Linked DNA regions of Mus musculus: region 1 is linked to region 2. Evidence: chromatin contacts called from public HiChIP or PLAC-seq data. All regions are on one chromosome and are shown on one strand. The core of a region is the stretch at or near the end of the contact, and the rest is flanking DNA. Distances in the headings are between cores, read along the strand shown.

Evidence for each region. HiChIP or PLAC-seq counts read pairs in DNA pulled down with a chosen protein or histone mark.
Region 1: a contact with region 2 is called in an H3K27ac HiChIP or PLAC-seq map of bone marrow-derived dendritic cells, with 3 times the contacts expected there. The contact joins the enhancer-like site here to the promoter of Slc7a11 in region 2. A contact is called at or near these places in 1 of 39 promoter capture datasets (macrophages), 4 of 115 datasets of contacts at active chromatin or transcription factors (the SCID.adh cell line, bone marrow-derived dendritic cells, neural progenitor cells and 1 more) and 2 of 9 other capture datasets (adipose tissue and pancreatic islet).

The regions. Positions count from the first base shown.
Region 1 is chr3:50,533,618-50,540,207 of GRCm38.p6, forward strand. Gm6209 (a long non-coding RNA gene) reads right to left here. Exons shown (of 6, transcript XR_003954471.1): 6 at 2,487-4,680. Among named protein-coding and RNA genes, the nearest start is that of Gm6209, 50 kb to the right of the region's middle. Within about 2 kb of position 4,309, at least 5 of the 459 cell types and tissues checked have an H3K27ac peak or open chromatin away from gene starts, as enhancers often do. A contact at or near this core is called in bone marrow-derived dendritic cells, where this site is marked.
Region 2 is chr3:50,438,162-50,445,372 of GRCm38.p6, forward strand. Slc7a11 (solute carrier family 7 (cationic amino acid transporter, y+ system), member 11) reads right to left here and starts at 5,452. Exons shown (of 12, transcript NM_011990.2): 1 at 4,824-5,452; 2 at 628-754. The coding sequence starts at 5,100.

The DNA of each region.
Region 1 (6,590 bases), core at 3,059-5,558, 94 kb after region 2:
CCCTTATAGCTGAGGTCCAAGGAAACCACCTCCTTTGTGCTTAATACTCATTTCCTAAGACCCGTGCAAATGGTTCTACACATCTGTTTAGAGCATAGATATAGTTGACATCTGTTTTATCAGGATGTAGCTAAAATAACCAAGTGTCTGTCTGTCTGTCTGTCTGTCTGTCTGTCTGTCTGTCTGTCTCTACCATCTGTTTTTACTTCAGTTTGCATACCAGTCCACCTAGTTCCTTGAGAGCAAGCACATACCAACCACATCTTTAATCAGAAAATCCATCCTCAAGAGATTAGAGTAACCAATGTTGAAAGAAGGGCATGCCTTCTTTGCTTTCTCATTAGTATGGGCAAGCCAGGTGATTTCTAATACAAAAAAAAGAATCATATGGTGATATTGGCTCATAAATATGCAATATACTTATCAATGAATCTAAAAGTTTAATAGCCAAAGTCATCCAGTTATACAGAAGACTGTAATTAGCTTGTGGCCTAAGTGTGCATTTTGTTAAATAAATAACAAAATCAATTAATTTGTAAAATCAGTTAACTTAATGTCTTTTGCCTAATTGGCTTGTGGGTGAAATTCAGATGAGAATGAAAGGGCCAAAAGCAAATAGAAAAGAGAAAACTGGGATGAAATCATCTTAAACAATAGAAATCATTTAAATGGTTAGCTTATGCTTTAAGAATGAAAATTTGAAAGATAAAGAGAAGGTCATTTCATTACACATGATTTATGCAAAAGAATCTATATATTGTTACATCTATATTTATAAGAAAATGATTAGCTTCACATGGCAAAATAAATTACTAGAATTAAATGACTGTGTCTACAGTCACTCAAGGCATGGGCTTCTTACGAACACATCCTTACCATGCACCACTACCCATTGAGTAACTCCTAGTCCCCAGACATAACTCATCTGCTTGGTGCTAAGAGCAGTATGAACTCTACTTGAGAGAGGAATGAGAGCTCCTTTATCTTTTAAAAATCCTCCCAGATAACATCTTCCATTTTTTCTGCCAACAGAAAACCATACCATCACTTACAGTGGAATTGCACATGTCCAAAGCAGAGCAATGAGTCTAAAAACTATGTTTTCACAATTAATAAAAAGAGAGCAAACAACAAAGCACAGGATTTTGACTCCATAAAGAGCATTGTTCAAAGTAATGTCATGATTTAATTAGAAGAAATCTGTTCAATGGGCTCAATACATATTTACATTCAACCAAAATCATAGATATCTACTTCAAAGACTTTAAAAACCTCAAGAAATTTTAAAACTATCTTTTAGGGAGGGAACAATACTTATTGAAAGTGGGAAAAATATTTCTGCAGGAAAGTCAGGTGTAGAGTGTACGAATGATGATCTTAAATCTACTTTCTCTCCAAATCTCTAGTTCTATTTCCTTCCAAACTGTTCAACACACACTCTTGCAAAATGCTACACCTATAAGTCAGCAAGGGACTCACTAAATACAATGGAACAGAATAATGCTTAAACAAACAATGGCACAACTTTCTTTTCAAAACATTACAATAAAATATTTTTTGAGAATTTCATATGTATTTTGAAAGGCAGCTGTGCTCCCACTATACTAACAATGCCACACCAGTACAATGCATTTTGAACATATTCACATCATTTCCCTGTCAGGTCTTCAGGTCCTACTATCACCAAGTTCTTCACCTTCCTATTGAAAAAGTGTAAACACAAAATTCTAGGTCTTTAGGCCCAGGCTTGGGAATGTGACCTTTGTGACTCAATGCTCCAAGGCATGCTAATCATAAAACAGATAGCAACATTCCTCTACCCATCTGCTTCCTGGGTTCAGGGAGTGTTCTTTCAAAGAAAGTCACCCTGACCCACCCTGACCATTGCTGGAACCCGCTATACAAATGTGCTGTTGTTAGAGGCTCATAGAAAACTGTCTTGACTTTCCACTTCCTCCTGACTCTTAACTGGTATTTTTGGTACTTTCCAACAATGCCCTCCCCATTCCCTTGAGTTGTGGTTTCTTCCTTTAAATACCCTCTTACCCAGACACTCAGGGCGCCACAGTCCTCTACCCCTGTGTGGTGTATGACTGTGGGCCCCAGAGCGCTCTTAGAATAAAAAGTCCTCTTGCAGTTTGCATCAGGCCATTTCTTGTGAGTGATTTGGGGTGTTGCCTCTCCTGAGTCAGAACGTGGAGGAGTCCTCACGTTGTGGGTCTTTCATTATCCCTTCCCATTCAACCTGCACTTTCTTCCTCATCATCCCAAACTCTCCACTTCCTTGCTTCCTTCTTTGTTATCCTTTGTCTTCTTCTTCTTCTTCTTCTTCTTCTTCTTCTTCTTCTTCTTCTTCTTCTTCTTCTTCTTCTTCTTCTTCTTCTCCTTCTCCTCCTCTTCCTCCTCCTCCTCCTCCCCCTTCTCCCCCTCCTCCTCCTCCTCCCCCTTCTCCCCCTCCTCCTCCTCCTTCTTCTTTCCTTGCCTGGTACCCTTGGATATAGAGAACCTCCCGAGAATCTTGTGACTAAAGAAAACTGGCTCTCCCTCTCCCAACAGTGATCAAATATCAGTAGCTCCTCAGATGGTCATTGGATTTCCTGTCCACCTTTTGCAGCTCTATGCTGGGATTTTGTCTGGGTGGACTTTGGTCAGGTCTTGTACCTCCTGCTACAATCAAGGTAAATTCAGAAGTTCACTTGCCCAGCTGTTCCTGGAAACATGTTTCATTGATGTAATTAACCACCTCTGGCTCTTAGACTTTTTCTGCCCTTTGCAGGTAAGTTTCTTGATCCTTGGTGGAGAGGACAGTGATATGAGTGTCCCAAGTTGGGCTGACCATCATAGAGTCATTTTTTCTCTTCCTGTTAAAATTGTCCACACCACTCTCCAGTTATACCTACTTGATGCCCTGAGGGAGCCCTCACTGACTCTCAACCCTCATTCCTTGCTTAGTACTGATACACAAATCAGACCAACCTTGGGGACTTCCTGTTGCACATGGTTAAAATTCATGAATCTTATATTAGGGCATAATAAGGAAGTAAATTTCAGCAAGAATCTAACTTTAGGCTATAATAGGGAAGTAGGGTAAGGCAGGAATTTTAGTCTTTGGGTGGAACAGAAGAACTAGGCTTCAGGCAAGAGTTTGGGCTTGGACAAGGAAGTGGGCTCATGTATTTTAGTCATTATGACAAGCCCTTTTAAACAACTGTCATGGGAGTAATCACAGGAATTCACTTAAGGCTTTGTTAGTTCCTTATTGTACTGCTCACCCAAAATACTTGCATGTAATTAAAATGGTATAAAAAGTAGATGGGAAATACCAAATTTGCCTTCAGTCTCAGACTTGACTGGGGTCATGCTAAAAAAAATAAATAAATAAAAAATAAGTTAAAAAATTCGTTTTCTCCAGAGACAGTCTGTTACCCCTGCAGTTCATCCACCCCCGCTACCGACCACTGCCTCTGTGAGCCTCTGTTCTCTACAGAATCCTGTATCATCAGGTTCTGTCTAGCTTTCATTTTGTAGGTGAAAGTTATCAATCCTCAATTTTAGCTTTAACTCCATTGTTCCAAACTCTGTCACTTTTAATGGACTTTCAGAACATATGTAGTATTTAGGGAACAAAAACATCAAGCAATTTAGAGCTCAGTGGCATAAAACTTAATGAAACTATCAGGACGTTTGGAAGTAAATATAGCTTTCACTCCTGTCTGTCTCAATCTCCCTTTTCTAAATCTGGTTCTCTTCTTCTTCTTCTTCTTCTTCTTCTTCTTCTTCTTCTTCTTCTTCTTCTTCTTCTTCTTCTTCTTCTTCTTCTTCTTCTTCTTCTTGTTCACCTTTCCCTATCACCAAGGGCTCCTGTCCCCAGCTCTCTGAGACTGAATTAAGGTCAGTGTGAAACTGAAATTTGAGAACTGGGGACAGTTTAGTTAAATCTTCCTTTGCACTGCATTTCCTGTATTCATTTGCTTGTTCAACTAAATGGTTTTGTTTGTGTGTTGTTTTGCAATGCTAAAGATTGAATCCAGGGCCTTGTGCATGCTAAACAGACCTCCACAGCTGACGTACTCTTTTCCTGTCCTTAACTTCTGGTTTCTTCTAGCTTGTTCTGCACCAATATTACTTGAACATTTGTCTGTTTCTCTCTACATAGTCACACCTTTCAGGAAGAAAACTTAGGTTATCATGGGCAATACTGAACTGCATGCACAGGACTCAATTTAATAGTTATGGAATTTAGGACTGCTCAGATTCTTATGCTACAATTAAGGGAAACAAGACTCTGGAATGTAAGGGACTTTTCCAATGTCATACATTTGGTCACTGGAAACTACCAAATGAACCACTAACCTTTAGTTCTTTCTATGGGATGTGTCTAATTCAAATTTGAATCTTTGACATTGATATTGACAGATGACTGGTTTACATTTTAATGTATGGAGTTTTAAAGGAATTCAGCTACCACCCATGCTGGTTCCAGAGGGCTGTTATGATCAAGTGCTGTGAGGTGTGACAAGGTCAGTGACAAAACAGTCTCCGCATGCTCTTATACTCCCAGTACAAGTGTCATCTTAAGGGGAGTAACAGAAATCTGAATAAGGCGGTTCTTAGGATGCTTCCAGTATTCTTCTCAAATCTTTGAACACAGAAAATGAGTAAGTCGTTTGTTTGTGTCTTCTGAAACAAAAATAAACAAAACACAGATGCAAGAATAAATCAAGTACCATTGTGTATACTTGTATTTCACTACCAACCAGTTACACACTCAGGCAGCTCTTTTCTTTCTATCACTGAGGGCATCTGACATCCAGGGCTGTCTTCTGTTTCCTGTTCATTCACAAGAACAGTGCTGTTCAATTGTTTTTACACTTGATCTTAGCCAAAAGGCTGAGAAGCAATATATTTCATTGTTTTTAAAGGAGCAGGCACATTTCATTCACCAGAGACATGCCCTCTACTACCAAGAAGAGACAACTCCACTAGAACCCCTCTGCCATCATGTTTTAAGACATCAAGATCATGACCAACACGTGTTCAAGGTTTATTCCTTAAACACATATATTTTTAATTGTTATCTAAAGGCACTGAAAATACATACTTTGATGGGTACCACCTTATGTTTCAAGATATGTATACATTATATGATATTCAAATAGAGTTGAATATCTTTATCTCTACAAATGTCTATCGTGCTTTTATGATAACAACCTTTCTGTTTGAAATACATGGTGATTCTTGCTTGATATTCCCCTGTACAATATTATTGCAGAGGGACTAAACAGTCCATCTATTGTGCCTTACCGACTCAACAGTCAACTTTTCTTCATACTGTCTTCTCTCGGCTCCATATGCCTCAAGCTCAGATAACTACAAATCTACTTGCAATCTATACATGGCTTTTCATGACAGGTAGTAGTGTCTCTCTTTATCTGTCTTCCTTCACTTATAACAACCACCCCTTCATATTTCCATTCATATTGTTACATGTGACAAGATTCCATCTGCCATTTGGTTAGATATAATTCTATTGAAGTATGTGCAAATCCATGTATCATTTGATGGACTCATAAGATTATTTCCATTGCTTGGCTACTATGAACAATACTGCCTTGAACATGAAAGTTTGTGTTTCTCTGTAACAGGCTAATCTCTTTTGCTGTGGGTTATAATTACTGGCACTTATAGTGGTTGTGATTTTAATGCAGGGAGGAATTGATAAATCCCCACTTCTATTAATTACTTTTCTTATCACTGTGAGAAAATAGCTCACAGAAGCAGATTCGATACTAGAAGATACTGCACAGAAGCAGATTAGATTTTTGCAGACCCATGATTTCACAGCCTCTTTGGTCATCATGGGAGCAAAGATATGGCAACAACCACAGCTTATTGCACCACAGTAGTAGACAGAAACCAGAATGCAACCAGACCCTAAGGCCGCTATAATCTTCAATGACTCATTTCTATAAGCTGGAGACTAACATCCCAAAGTTTCCACAAGAACCAAGAACAGCACCACTGGCTTGGATCTATGTGCTCCAACACATGCTGCTCTGGACAAGACAATCATCTTCAACTGATAACTTGAATCAAGACTATGCAAGGGCCCTGTTAGCACTTGTCATGTTAAGTCATTTTTAATAGTAGTCATTTCTACTGGGGTATAGTATGGATTTTTCATTTCCCTGATTATTAGTGAAGTATTAGTGGTATTTTCTTTTGAGAAATATCTAGTTAAGTCTTTTGGATTTGACTTTTTTCTATTGAATTTCTGCAATTATTTTTATATCCAATGCATTAATCCCTTGAACAATGTATAGCGTGGAAGTATTATGTCAGATGCTACCAGTTGTCCACTTTAATGCATCCTTCCTTGGCTGTGTAGCAACATTTTAGTTTGATGTCATCTTTTGTAATTTTGTTTTGCTTTGTTTCTTGCAGTTTTAGAATCTTGCTCCCTAAAGGTCTTCTCCATTCTGTTTTTAGGCAACATTTCTCCTGGGTTTTGTTGTTGTTGTTGTTTTGTTTTTGTTTCTGTTTTTGTTTTGTTTTGTTTTTAAAATAGCAATGTCATAGATTCCCAGTCT
Region 2 (7,211 bases), core at 4,202-6,701:
ACCGGTGACACAAGTTGTACATGTGACATCACAGGCTCCTCACAATGTTGGGGGAAATTTGCTATTCAGAGTGACTTGGCACTATTCTATGCCAAGAGAGTCAGGAAGGGGGACAGAGCCTTAGAGCAATACAATCAAACAGTTTTTTGCAACTGCAGATCGCCTGTTTGCTTAATGTGAGGAAATGAATCATTCATGCTGTGTTAACTTGATTCTTTTTCACTGTTTGTAAAGCATCAGCCTTGATAATACACTAAGTTGTTTGGCACAGACATTTCTTAGTCATAAAAGTAAAGTTAAATGTCCTGATGACATAATCAACAATAAAAAAAAATAACCCTGTAATTCCTAGCACATTATATAGTGTCTGCTCAGCCCAAGGTATAATTTATCAAAGTGAATTTTGAAGATTCCCCTCATCTCAGATAAATGCCTTTTCTAGAAAAACATAAATATTTATAAACAAAAGTTGGAATTTAAAGAAAACTTTTTTTATGCCTTAGGGTCTGTATTTGTTCAACTAAGTCACATGACACACATCTGTAATTAGTTCAAGCAGTCAAGAGGATCCAGGAAAGTGATGAGATGAATAGGTGGATTTTCCCTTAATTGTTTCCATCTCCTTACCGTATTACGAGCAGTTCCACCCAGACTCGAACAAAAGCCAGCAAAGGACCAAAGACCTCCAGAATGTATGTGTAATGACCACCAGATTTCTTTATGCTTGTACCTAATTCTGCATAGGACAGGGCTCCTATGAAAGGTGATAATAAAAAGACACAAAATTGACATAGCATTGAGTAGTCTTGTGATAGAATACACACATCATTGTCTGGGTTGCATGCTCTGTGCCTAGAATGACCTTCATGGGAACAGTTGTCATCTTCTAACTGAGACCCACCAAGTTCCTCTTTTAACTTCCTCACACTTGAGACCTGCCTCCTACTAATAAAACAGAAAAGCCAAAGACTGGAAAGATAGCTCAGCAGTTAAGAGCACGGGCCTCTCATCCAGAAGACCCAAACTCAATTCCCAGCATCCACCTGGGGACTCACAACCATCTGTGTCTCCAGTTCCAGGGGATCCAAGGTCCTCCCCTGGCCTCCTTGAGCACCAGGCATGTGCAGAAGCAAAACACCCACACACATAAAAACCAAGAAAATGAACTGAAAAAAAAATGTAAGGAAAGGAATTGTGTTTGAAATGGTACCTACAAACATGATACAGAATGTGTGGTCAGAAACCAGAGGATAAAGGAAAAGTAAAGGCAGATGTCAATGATGCTGACCTATTATTTGAGTAACACCACCACCTCATACTAAGACAAAGTATTCCCTCAAACTGGACTCACTATGGTATTTTAATAATTCTGTGGCATATCAAAATATAGATGATCCGTTCTTTGGGAAAGAAGAGAGTACATGCCGTGTGAGATTTCAGCTAATTGATACAATATGCTTTGTCAGCAAAACGAATCTTGACTCAGTTGTACTGTTCCTAGAAATGGTTATCCTGGATGATGCTTTTGAGATGTACACCCAGACGGTTAAAAGAATGACTGTTGTAAAATAGAAATTCCATTATGTACAGTCATTTATGTAATGAAAATAAATTATAAACTAAGATGTGAGTGTTTAAAAAAAAATAACACTCGTATAAGATTGGGAAAGTTATATTTAAATTCCCCAGGCCCTAAGTTTCGCACCCTTTGAAGTGAAAACATGAATTTTTCATCTCATAAAAGCATTCTGGATGTAACGGTGGGAAAGTGGCACACAGATAGGATTGACTGACACAGCTAACACACCACATGATGTTACTTTACTTACCAACTGCTTCATAGTTAGGAAGGACATAAAAAATAAATCTTAATTTCATCCAAAAGTCAATTAATCAATCAACCAAACAATCAAACACCTGTGTCTACATGGCTTAGCGCTCAAACATTTATGCCCAAGCACCTAAAGGGGCTCCATGTGTGGAAAGTAATTGCTCATCAGTAGTGCCTCCTATAGATGCTCAAAATAACTAGGATTTGAAAAATTTGCCAGGGTCACCTGGAGGATATTTTTTAAGAGTGAACAAATGAGAAAAGACACGAAGACCACACCCTAGACTCATCTTCGGAGACCAGACTCCATCCAAAAGAACAATCCAAGAAGTTGTATTGCTTTCCAATGCTCCAGGTGCTAAAGTGGTGGCGTCACGGACAGCTACTTAAGTACTTCATTAACTTAGACCTAAAGACAATTAGCAAACTTCTTTTGGAAATAATGGTCACCATGTTGGTAGATTGTCCAGAAAAGCAACCTATATAACCTTGTTATTGGAAAGACTCTTAAAGACCTTGAAATTTACTGTCAGGGAATCAATGGCCAGACCTCTGTATGCTTTGCCCTAGGTTTAAATTGAGTTCCGGGGGAATGGAATTTTCATTTAAAGGTCTCAAGCTCCATAGCTATGTGCCCAGATGGAAAGAAGTTCAAAGCAGGCTATAAAAGTCCACGTGTTGACCTTGGTGCTCAAAATGTTGTAAAACCAAACACAGATGCTCCTCCCCTTCCAGAGGGGTAACTTTGCCAAAACATGTTACATTCTAAATGCCAGTCAGTGGGAACTGTATGTACCACACATAGCCTAGGAACCATCCTACACAGTTGTCTGGAGCTAGACAACATTATCCTATAAAAGTTCATTTTATAACGGTTTAAGACAGCTCAAGTAATTTATTGAATAACCAATTACTAGCATCTACCACTGGAAATTTAAAAATAAATATATCATATACTGAACCATCTTAAGTTGGGGACCATCTAGGTCCACATTCTTGACTTGAAAATGTTTACACCCCTAAGTTCTAGAGTTTTAATAAAAGAAGAATTTTCCCCTTATATCTCGCTTTGCTTCTTATTTGTGAAGACTTTGTGACAAAAAGCTGCCAGTAATTTAAGTAGCAGTAACGTCTCTGAAGCGGGCAGTCAAACGCCCACTCCAAGCTACATCACAACCCTTTAGCTCTGTAGTTTCTTGAGCTTCCAACAAAGATGGCGGACTTATTCATAAGCACATTATCACCATACAAGTCAGTGTGCCTTTAACTAGCTCAGCATTCCGAGCATTTTATTTTACAGCATCTGAATAAGCATTGATTGTGTGCGAAAATCAAATCACACAGTGGGAGCTGCCTGTGTACAAGTATGCAAAGTTCAAGGAACTGGTTGTAGTTTTTCTGATTAGATATTGATTTATTCTAAATATATCAAGTACTGTAAGACGCTTGAAGCCTGAGGGTACACAGTCATTTAAGATCAACAATTGAGTTTCTCCTTGCTTATCTGAACCTGCATATGTCAGAACCACTTTAATATTAATAATGATAAGGATTCTGTTCGAGTTTTTAATAACTGTAAAGAATGAAGAAAAGGGACAGCTGTCACCAAACATCTCATAAAGCATAATCTATTCACACAAATGATGTTCCCAAGTTCTCTAGGTTCGTAAAGTAATCTCTTCATAGATCTTTCTATAGCAAGACTGCTTTCAAGATTATTTGAAATGCCCCCTTCCTAAAAACAGATATGTGAGTTCTCTAGGCAGGAAACTTTCCCTCAATCAGTATTTAAAGTATCACAAGACCTGGAATGAAAGAAGGAATGGAACAAGAGTTTGCACTTGGTCCCAGAAGAACTTGGTTCCAGGTTAACAAAGTAACTCCCAAGTGTAGGCTACTTTGGAACCAAAGTATTGCCTGGTAATATAAGTCAAATTTTAAAATAATTGGCCATTCCCAGGTTCTTGTGGCCTTTACAATGAACTTGAAAGGAGTTTTATGTTGATTTGCCCTCCTGATCAAGGAGCAATTATTTCCTTTGCAATATTAACCCTCAATCCCATCAGAGAAACGTACATTTTAAAGAGAAAAAAATAATAAGCACAGTAATACCAGTTCAGGTTAGATGAACTTCATTGAATGGGCAGAGAAAGTATCTGTTTCCCCAGAGACCTAGTAAAATACAGATGAAGAAAACAGATCCAGGCAAGGAGGGAAGACTGACACCCAAGTGAAGCTTGCAAACAAATAACGAGAAATTATGAGAAATGTCCTTAAAGGCAGTAAGAAGGAAAAAGAAAAAAAAAAAAAACAAGGGGAAAAAAGTTGAAACCTTTGCCCCATTTATGGAGACGGAGGAGACACATCAAACACATATCTTCCCAAGGACTTCTGAAAGCATAGTATTAGAAACGGACAAGCCTACGAATTTAAAATATTAAAAAAGGCAGAGAATGCCACCCATTTGTTTAGCAAGTAAAAGGCCCGTGACAGTGTTCCGAACGTTCAGTTCCGCGTGTAAATAGGCCACACTGGCTGCACCGCACAGGTGTTTCTTCCAGCGAGCCAGCTGCCAGAACTATGCTCTAAACAAGACTCACAAACCCAAGCCCTCTGCACGGAAGGAAGGCTTGGTTTTTTGGGTCATCAAAGTTAGGTTTTTTTTGTTTTTTGTTTTTTTGTTTTTTGTTTTTTTTTTTTTTTTTCCTTCTCTCAGCAAACCAGAAAAAAAAAAAAAAAAAGCTGCCAGAGTCTGTCTCAGGCAGGAAAGCAGAGTATAGCCTGCAGGAAGGAATCTGAGAGGGTTCAGTCTTGTGCCAACAGTGGACAGTGTGTTTGGGTAGTGCACATACCTGAACAACAACAACAACAAAAATTCCAAATATTTCCTGTAGTATTTGCCCATTCATTTACTCCTCAGAAATAACCCTTCGCTCTCCCAGAGAGCCACACAGCTACACACACTCACACCCCAGAGAAGAAGCGCACTCACCAAAAAGTGACAGTACTCCACAGGCAGACCAGAAAACCAGGGACATGCCCACGCTGCCCGTGTTCTGGAGTATGCCCTTGGGGGAGATGAAGATGCCTGATCCGATGACGGTGCCGATGATGATGGAGACCCCCCTCAGCAAAGTGATCTTCTTTTTCAGAACTACCTTCTCCTGCCCAGGTGGCTCTTGGTCCCCCATGGAGGGCAGCCTCCCGCTCATATTGCCCTGCAGGTAACCTCCTTTGGAGATGGTGGCCACAACTGGCTTTCTGACCATGGCAGTGTCACACCAGAGGAGGGGGATGAAAAAGAAAACAGAGGGGGAAAAACAAAACAAGACAAAATAAAACAAAACAAAACAAACCCTTTTAACTTGTTTCTCTAAGAAGTGACTGATCACTGTTCGGTCGTGACTTCCCCTTTGCTATCACCGACTGGCTCTACACTATTGTGTCCACAGGTGAGAACTCAGAGGTGTGTTTCAGCCTTCGCTGGCTCTATAATTACTCCTCTTGCTCCTCGGAGCACCTGTGTGGCACCGGCTCCAGGGGCAGTCAGTTAGCTGCAGCCGCGGCTGCTGCCCTATCATTACACACCAGCTCAGCTTCCTCGTGGAAGGCTCCGTATTTAAGCAACCGCCTGTCACACCAACTTACTGGGCTGCATGATGATGCAAATTCTCCAGGTTTGCATCAGCCACATGAGAAAACTCCAGCTTGAGAAAGCGCCAACATTACTCAGCTCTTTTTTTTTTTTTTTTTTTTTAACAGTAGCCTGTGGGTTGCTCAATGGATCCAAAGCATTTCCCAGAACAAAGCATACTCTTAAAGAGGGGCTTAGCCAATCCAGAAGAAGTAAACAGGGAACCAGGGAATAGACACTGTCCCGGTGACTTTAAGCAGCTCCGCTCTCAGAGAGAGAAAAGAAGTTGGAAAATGAAACAGAAAACAATTACTTCGTTTTAAGGAGTTGCTTCTTAACTTTAAGGCGCGCATAAAAAATGTTGTATTCACAGCTGTTTTGACAATGGAAAGTGCCTTAGGGCTGCTCTGTTTGCAACAGCAAAGTTTATACTTCATAATTTGTATTCTCCTTACTTCCCCGGGTGTTTCCTAGCAACACTGTCAAATCTAATATTTACAAAGTCAGAAAGTTTCTGCACACGAGAGCCGTGGCTACATACAGCTCCGCATGAACAGACACAATTATTTCTTAAGACCTGTAATACAAGGGTGTTTAAGATCACCACCTAAGTTTGAGAAGTTGAAAGATCATAGTGACTGCAGAAAACAGTCTTTTTCTGATTCTTGTCAGCACAGCGTGATTTCCTGAACTAGGTAGAAGGACTCGGTCTTCATTTGCATGTTGCTCCATCGAATTAAAAAGACTCCTCTTTGAATCTTAGGCAATACTTATAATTGCATGAAGACACGCACAGAGCAAGAGCTTGAGAAGGGAGTCCCATTATAATAGTTGGAGAAAGGAAGGAGATGACAGGGCATATTTTTTGGATCTATAAGCTATTCTGATTATAATTTGAAATGTATTACAATCAACAGGTACTAACTTTTAGTTAGCTCAAAGCCGGAAATTTTCGGTGACTGTAACAGAGTGTACAAGTCCATTTCAGAAAGCTAAAAGAATGTGTTTTTTACATAAAGAAATAATGACATCTTAAGGAGATAGAAGTGTTTACTCTGAGCATTCTACAATGGGCACATGTGCTGAAACTTTACACCCTATTCACATACACAGCTTTCATCTTTGTCAGTTAAAAAGAAATTTAAACATATAAAAGTACATTAAAACTTCAAAGTGGGGTTAAAATATTTACATTGAAAAAATTTCTTTTTTTTTAAAAAATTAAACACAAACTTGAAACGTTTTGCTTCTAATCAAGTGTCTTATGTGTAAAATAAAAATAAAAATAAAAAATTACCAAAAGAAAATAAAGCATCTCAGCTATCAGTCTCGGCACCAGGTCCCTGTGGTTTGAATTTAATGAGAAGAATCCCAATGCCATCATTATCCTGAAGCTGTGTTCAGACCCATGATTAAATATGCTTTTGAATCTCGGAATAAAAACAACCAACAGAAAATCTCCGTGGAAGCAAGGTTGGCTGGAGGGGGAGGGGAAAGGGGTAAGGGGAAGGGGTGAAGGATGGGGGGGATGATGGAGGCAGGAAATAACCTGGAAAGGAATCGTGGAAAATGTCAGAGCCTTTCTGCTAGGTCCTTATCTGAGAAAATGCCATGACATAATTGCCTTATCACACGAATAACCGAGGTCACATGACTTCCCTTTTACATGACCTACCCACCTTCTGTGTAATTTGCTTTGGATCTACAAATTATCATTTTTATAAAGCCCAAATTAATACTTTTTTT